Regions from separate parts of the Triticum aestivum genome. Here region 2 is linked to region 1. A link is a contact called in public Hi-C data. All regions are on one chromosome and are shown on one strand. Each heading gives the region's core, a stretch centred on a gene start, on an enhancer-like site or on the middle of the called end of the contact. The rest is flanking DNA. Distances are from core to core; before and after follow the strand shown.

What was found. A called contact is a pair of places that touch in the nucleus more often than the background predicts.
Region 2: a Hi-C map of leaf shows a contact between it and region 1, with 3 times the contacts expected there. The contact joins the enhancer-like site here to the promoter of LOC123181843 in region 1. A contact is called at or near these places in 3 of 5 Hi-C or Micro-C datasets (all in leaf).

What each region holds. Positions count from the first base shown.
Region 1 is chr1D:331,788,729-331,792,338 of IWGSC CS RefSeq v2.1, reverse strand. LOC123181843 (cytochrome P450 94A2) reads right to left here and starts at 1,704. Exons shown (of 1, transcript XM_044594240.1): 1 at 1-1,704. The coding sequence starts at 1,523.
Region 2 is chr1D:331,955,991-331,959,926 of IWGSC CS RefSeq v2.1, reverse strand. It overlaps the pseudogene LOC123169504. Among protein-coding and RNA genes, the nearest start is that of LOC123181844, 58 kb to the left of the region's middle. Within about 2 kb of position 2,101, at least 1 of the 8 cell types and tissues checked has an H3K27ac peak or open chromatin away from gene starts, as enhancers often do. A contact at or near this core is called in leaf, where this site is marked.

The DNA of each region.
Region 1 (3,610 bases), core at 455-2,954:
CTGAACCTCCGAAGGACGGCTGACGCGACCGTCTTCATCTGCATGTAGGCCATCTCCTTCCCGAGGCACGCACGCGGCCCGGCGTGGAACACCGGATACCGCGCCGCGTCCACTGGCGCGAACTCGCCGCTGTCACCGAGCCAGCGCTCCGGCGCGAACTCCAGGAAGTTCTCGCCCCACAGCTTCTCCATCCGCCCCATCGCGTACGCCGAGTAGTTGGCGAACCAGCCGGCGCGCACCGCCGTGCCGTCCGGGAGGACGTCGTCCGCGACGGCTACCCGCCCGTTGAAGGGAACCGGCGGGTACAGGCGCATCGCCTCGGTGATCGCGGCGTGCAGGTAGTGCATGCCTTTCACGTTGCCGTCCGGCGACCGCGAAACCTCGTCGTGGACGCGCCGCTCGCACCGCGGGTTCGCGGCGAGGAGCCAGAAGAACCACGTCAGGGCCGAGGTCGTCGTGTCCTTGCCGGCGAGAACGAAGCTGACGACCACGTCCCGCAGGAATCGGCGTTTGGCCTCCGGCGTGGGGAACATGGCGGCGAGTTCACCGCCGCCGTCCTCCTCGTCCATGGCCGCCATGAACCGGGAGAGCAGGTCCGGATCGCCCTCATCGCGGCCGTTTCTCTGGCTCACCTCCTTGGCTTCGATGATGGACATGGCGTGGTCGTCTATGACGCTGACGGCTTCTCGGAGCCGGCGCGACTTGCCGATGTTGAGAAGCTTCGTGAGCTTCCGCACCGGTGTGGGCGCCGTCAACGTCCTCATGAAGGAGATCTCGACGGCCGTATCGAACGCCGCGAAGAGCGCCTGGTGCCGGGGGTCACCCCACTCGAGGAGCGTGGAGCTCTCGACGCCGAAGGCGACGTAGCAGATGTTGTCAAACGCGAACCGACGCAGCGCCTCCTGCAGGTCGACGGCCTCACCGGACCCCGCGGCGGCATCGAGGAGCGGCAGGAAGCGACGGCCGAGTTGTACGGCGAGGACGTCCTCGGTGAAACGCCGTAGCGAGCGGGAGGAGAAAGCGTACGACGCCAGCTTGCGCTGGAGGATCCAGAGGCGGCCGTCGGCGCCGAAGAGGCCGTCGCCGATGAGGTCGGACTGCGCGGCGCGGAATTGCGCGCCGCGGTTGTAGTTGGCGAAGCTGGCGCGCAGCAGGTGGTCGACGGCGGCCGGGTCGGCGGTGGTCACGGCGTGGCTGGCGCCCAGGGCCCCCCACGCCTCGATGGTGCTGGACGGCGACGCGCGCAGCATGTCGGCGTACCAGTCGAAGAACCTCCCGCGGTTGCGGATGAACTCCACGGTGTTGCCCAGGACGGGGTTCGGGTGAGGACAGTTGGCCGTTCTCGACGGAGAAGCTCGGCGGCGCTGGACATAAAGTACGACGGCGGCGAAGAGGAAGAGGAGCACGTACGCGAGATGCGAGATCTCCATGGTTGCTCCCTGCTCATGGAACTTGCGATCTGGGAATCCAGTCGCTACTTTTACTGCTACGCGCGCCAAGACCGTTGAACGTCCACGGTCCATCCCGTCGCTATTTTCCTCTTTTATGGTGCGACTGTTTTATTTTATTTTCTCGCCGCCCGGCAATGGAAAATGGACACACAACAACGTACACACCAATGGGTAAGATGGCGACGGATTGCGCGGCATTGCACAATACGCAATTAAATACCATGGTTAAGGTTAATTTCCAGTCGACATCAAACCTTGTCAGTAAGTTCAAAAAAAAAGTATGGCCGGTGACAATTCTCAACAAAAAAAAAACGCATGGCCTGTGACAAGGGATGCGCTGAAATATCTCGGGCGGTGCTTCGGAAATTCCTCCCTCATCAAAGATTTCATCGTGTGTGCGACGATGGGCTGCTGCTGGGATGGAGGCAAGTGGTGCTTCTAGAGTACGTTGTCTTGAGCTCCGGGGTGAAACCCCAGGTTTGGTCCTACTTGGTTATACCTTGCAACGGCGAAGATTTTGCGTTGTTACCATATTGATGGTATTGTTTCAAGTTTGCTTGGACATGAACTTGAGGGTGAAAACTCATGATCTGGCTTTTGAAGGTTGGATCTGACGATTGTGGCGCTTGTGTGTCGTTCTTTCTTTGAAGACGTTGCTTTTGAAGAATCTTTTCGTGATCGTTATGTTGTCAAGTGATAGTTGGTGTCCATGCTCGTTGTTGTATATCGTCTATCGGTGTTTGATCGCTTCAGGATTTTTTTTCTTGCTTCTCTGCCAAGGCATAGCTTCCGTCTTTTATAACTTTGCTTTTTTTGCTGATGTGAGTTTTATTTTTTTATATTGGCTATATGTATCTTAACTATTCAGAGGTCGAGCGTTTCTTCATTATGATTGTATGCTTCATTATGATTCAATAAAGTGCCCTTTATCCAAAAAAAGGGTAATCCTGCGAGTTTTTTCTCTTTCAAACGAACCCTTATGTCTAGCGTTCGATGGCCGGGGAGCTACCACCATCGAAGGAATCTTTTCTTTTTGAGAGAACCAACGAAGGAATCGTTCGCCAGGAGCAGCTCCCGGCGACCGTTTTCGCTCGTTCGCCAGCAGGCGAGCCCAGCGCGACCCCAGACCCAAAACGCCCAGTTAAAGTTATTTTTAAATTGCCATGTTATAACTTAAAAAAAAATTGAATGATCAAGATTTTCCTTTTGCCATGCTAAACTTAAAAACTGCCTCCTCTAGTATAGATAAAAAAATGACATCCTCGGGATGAAAATGCCATGAAAAATAGCACAAACTTATAAGTTGAGAAAATGTCATGCTTTGAAAAAAATGACGTGCTACTTTATAAAACTACCATCCTCCATATAATACTTTTTATCTAGATACGCCCCAAAAAATAAAACTGTCATGCCATTAAAAATTTTAAAAATGCCATCCTCTCAAACATTTTCTTTTCATCCTCTCAATAAATAAAATGCCATCCTATTATTGATAAAATCACATCCTATTGTAATAATAATGCCATGTGCTTAGTAATAAAAATGCCATGCCACTAAAAATAAAAATGTCATCTCTCAATATTAAAAAAAAATCCATCATATTGTTAAAGAAAATGCCATGCTCTTAGTAGTGAAACTGCCATGTCATTAAAAATAAAAAATGCCATCTCTCAATAACGAAAATGCCATCCTCTTTAAAAAAATGTCATGCTATTAGAAATAAAAGTGTCATGCGAGAAGAAAAAAATTCAAGATTTTCAGGATTGAATAATACATGTGGCATTTTAAACACAAAATATTCATAAAAGGCCCTCTTAGCCCAGTGGCGCAGGGCAGGTCGCGGGTTCGAGCACCTCGCTTCCTGAGTTTTTCAAAAAAAAAACAGGCGTTCGCCCGAAGCAGCTGGACAGCAAAGCACTCGAGCAATCATACGTGGCGTCGGCTCTACGCCGAGACTCGTGCAATGATAGGGAGAATGTTCATTGCGGTTAGCCCCTTGGCGAACGGTCACCAGAACATTTCCGTTTAAAAAAGATAAAATCTGGCAGAATTAGCTTTTGACGGTTTATTTTTAAAGAAGAAGCACCATGAGCACACAACACGGGGTCCAAGACCCGTTTGGTAGCGCTCGCTCGCTCGTTGTAGCGTTCGTTGCATTT
Region 2 (3,936 bases), core at 852-3,351, 170 kb before region 1:
TCAAAACGATTTGATGTAACGGTGTGAGAGATTGGTGCCACTCAGCCTGACTGGCGGGGCACACCTGTCATAAACTCACTTGACAGAACCAGATCCGTCGATCAATAGTTTTTGCAAAATGATTACAACAAAACGTATGTTTTCTGCTAGAAAAATATAGCTTAGTGTTTTTTTGCTAACCTAGACTTTAAAACGATGGTTCCATGCAATTTACTCGTTTACCACCGGTCCGCCACAACATTCCGTGACATGCGTGCGGTACATCTACCAGCCATCGGTATATAGAACTTGGGAAGAAATCCACCGACTTCACGGTAACATTCCCCGTACTTCCATATTGAGCCGGCGCAAGATCATCATGAACCAGAGCCACCGCCGACTCGTCCTCCCATTGCTGTCCGTGCTGCTTCTCACAGCCTCGGCCGTCGTCGCCAACAGCTCGTTGACACGGCAAGGGGCCATCGGCGGCGAACGGAGGCTGGCCTCGCCCGGCGGCGTCTTCCAGCTCGGCCTCTTCCCCGTCGCCGACGGCACCAAGTGGTTCCTCGGCATATGGTTCACCGTCTCCCCGCCCGCCGTCGTCTGGGTCGCCAACCGCGACCGCCCGCTCGACGCCCTGTCCTCCGGCATACTCACGCTCAGCGGCGGAGGAGACCTCGTGCTCCTCGACACCGCGAGGGACAACGAGACCGTCTGGTCGTCCAACTCCTCGGCCGCGGCGCCGGCTGCGGTCGCGCAGCTCCACGACAACGGCAACCTCGTGCTCGCGAGCGAGGCCGGCGCCGTGGTGTGGCAGAGCTTCGAGCACCCCACCAACACGTTCATCTCCGAGATGCGGACCGGGAGGGACCTCCGGACCGGCGCCGTGTGGTCCCTCTCGTCGTGGCGCGACGCTGACGACCCGTCCGCCGGCGACTTCCGCTACGAGATGGACGCGAGCGGCTCGCCGGAGCTGCACATCTGGAGGGAGGGGCGCAAGACGTACCGGACGGGGCCCTGGAACGGCGTGCGGTTCAGCGGCATACCGGAGATGACCACCTTCGAGGACATGTTCGAGTTCCGGTTCACCGACACCGCCGACGAGGTCTCCTACGGGTACCGCGACCGCGTCGGCTCGCCGCCGTCCCGCGTGGTCCTGAACGAGTCCGGCGTGATGCAGCGCATGGTCTGGGACCGCGCCACGGGCGCGTGGAACACCTTCTGGTCTGGGCCGAGGGACCAGTGCGACAGCTACGGCCTGTGCGGCGCGTTCGGCGTGTGCAACGTGGCGGACGCCATCGTGTGCGGCTGCGTCCACGGGTTCCGGCAGAGGTCGCCGGCGGAGTGGCGCATGCGGGACGCGTCCGGCGGGTGCGCCCGAAGAACGCCGTTACGGTGCGGCGGCGACGACAGCGACGGGTTCTACGCTGTGCGCGGCGTGAAACTGCCGGAGACGCACGGCAGCAGCGTGGACGCCGGCGCCTCGCTCGAGGAGTGCGGCCGGAGGTGCCTGTCCAACTGCAATTGCACGGCGTACGCCGCGTCGGACATCCGTGGAGGCGGGGCCGGCACCGGGTGCATACAGTGGTTCGGCGAGCTGATGGACACGCGGTTCGTCGACGGCGGGCAGGATCTCTTCGTCAGGCTGGCATTGTCTGACCTAGGTAAGTACATATGCAATTCTCTCTTCTTATTCAAATCAGCCAGTTGCATGTACGTATGAAACAAAAAAAATAACTGTTCGTGATCTTGCTAGATGAGGTGGCCGAGTGGAAGGCTGCCGGGCTGGGTGTAGGAGGTCTCCAACGATTCGTGAGAAGTTAGCCTAGGATTCTAGTTAAGTGTGGGTGTTGGTTTGTACCTGTGCTACACGTTTGTTCGCATTCGTGGCGCACGTCTTGTAAATATTTTTTCCCTTCTATAAAAATATGGTACGTCTTTGTCGTATTCTTGAAAAAAAAAACAAAAAAAAACCATGTTCCTTAGCTTGACTTCAACCACCCATGAGGCATAAATTAATTCATGTGGGAACCTCCCGGCTGAATTCAATCCATGCAGAGAATGATATTTCCAATCACTAGTACTCCGAAGGTGATCCAAATGATCTTATGTTAGTTTACATAGGGAGTAGGTAGCACCAAACTATAGTATTGTATGCAAGGACCTTGTCAAATCGCCTAGCAGGACAAACATGTCAAGCTCAAACATTTATGATCGATGCACCTTTGCTAACACACTCATTTGAGGAGTGCAATTTTCGTGCATTAACTCAGCTCGACACTGACATTCTTCAGAGACATCCAAGACCAAGAAGTTCGCGGTGGTCATCGCCGCGGTGACAACAGGGGTTGCATTGCTTGCGCTATCGATCGGCCTCCTGATCTGGAGAAGGATCCGGCGCGGCCAGGAAGGTCAGAGCCCGCTGTGTTTTCAGAGGATAATCTGAATCTGAAACTGCTACTTTGCTTGCTGTCCTATCCTATTGCTCATGTGCCTTGTCCGTTTTGCAGCCACCATGTTTGAAGACATCTTGAGAGGCGAATGCCCGACGTACCATCTCGAAGTCATTAGAGCCGCCACCGGTGGGTTCTGCCCCAAAAACGAGATCGGCCGTGGTGGCTTCGGCATCGTTTACAAGGTGATAGTTTACACATTGCAATACTACATAGAGTCCATGTAAATCAGGACTGAATTTTCCTATGGTCGTATAAACAACAGCTGGATAGTAGCAGTACTAGTGTTCCTCGTACCAATCATGACAGAAATTTCGTAATGATCAGTTAGTCAGGACCAAAATCTTACCAGTTGAATTTACCAGGGTGAAATGCCAGACGGTCAAGAAGTTGCGGTGAAGAAGCTGTCGGCGGAGAACAGGGTGCAAGGACTGAAAGAGTTCAAGAACGAGGTGGACCTGATCGCCAAGCTGCAACACCGCAACCTCGTACGCCTGCTCGGCTGCTGCATCCACTGCTCTGAGAGGATACTGGTCTACGAGTACATGAGCAATAAGAGCTTGGACACCTTCATTTTTGGTTAGTACATGTCACTCACCCTAACTGCGGCAAAACAGTTGTGACCATTTCTAAACTCAATTCTGTGGATTCGCCAACAGATCCAAGGAGGCGCACCAGCTTGAGTTGGAAGAAAAGGATGGACATCATCCTAGGCGTTGCTAGAGGGCTGCTCTACCTTCACCAGGACTCGAGGCACACGATGATCCACCGAGACCTCAAGGCGGCAAACGTTCTCCTTGACGGGGACATGGTGGCGAAGATATCCGATTTCGGAATCGCCAAGCTGTTCAGCAGCATCGGCGACAGTCAGCACTCGACCGTCACAGAAAGGATTGTTGGAACATAGTAAGGACTACAACTTTGCGTATAACACGGCAATGTTCAAGTAATGTAGTTTTTTTGTTTCTTTAAGAGTGTACCCTCGCCAAATTTTCTGATTGTTGTTTTTTCATACGGCGTGCTGGCAGTGGCTACATGTCACCGGAGTACGCCATGGACGGCTTGGTATCGTTCATGCAGGACGTTTACAGCCTTGGTGTGTTGTTATTGGAGATTGTCAGCGGCAGGAGGAACCAACGAAGTTTCAACCTCATAGCTCATGTAAGCAATCAATTACCTCTTGCATCCTAGTACAAAATAATCAAAATGAATTTTGTTGTGTAATTTTTTCAGTTTCACTAAAGCATATCAAGATGTGCCTTAATTATTGCACATTTAACTCATATGTCATTAATTTTATACGAGGATTCTTATGGTATTTTTTCCTTTGTATGTTTGATTGAATAATTTAGATGTGCAATAAGAAGGGCACATCTAGATGTGCCTTAAACAGACGGTATTTTTTTAAGTTCATTTCAATTCAAACTTTTGTGCCTACACAGCCCAAGTCCCAACCCCGTTTGTTTGAACCAAGAAACTCACCCTGATGGAACCACATTGAAAT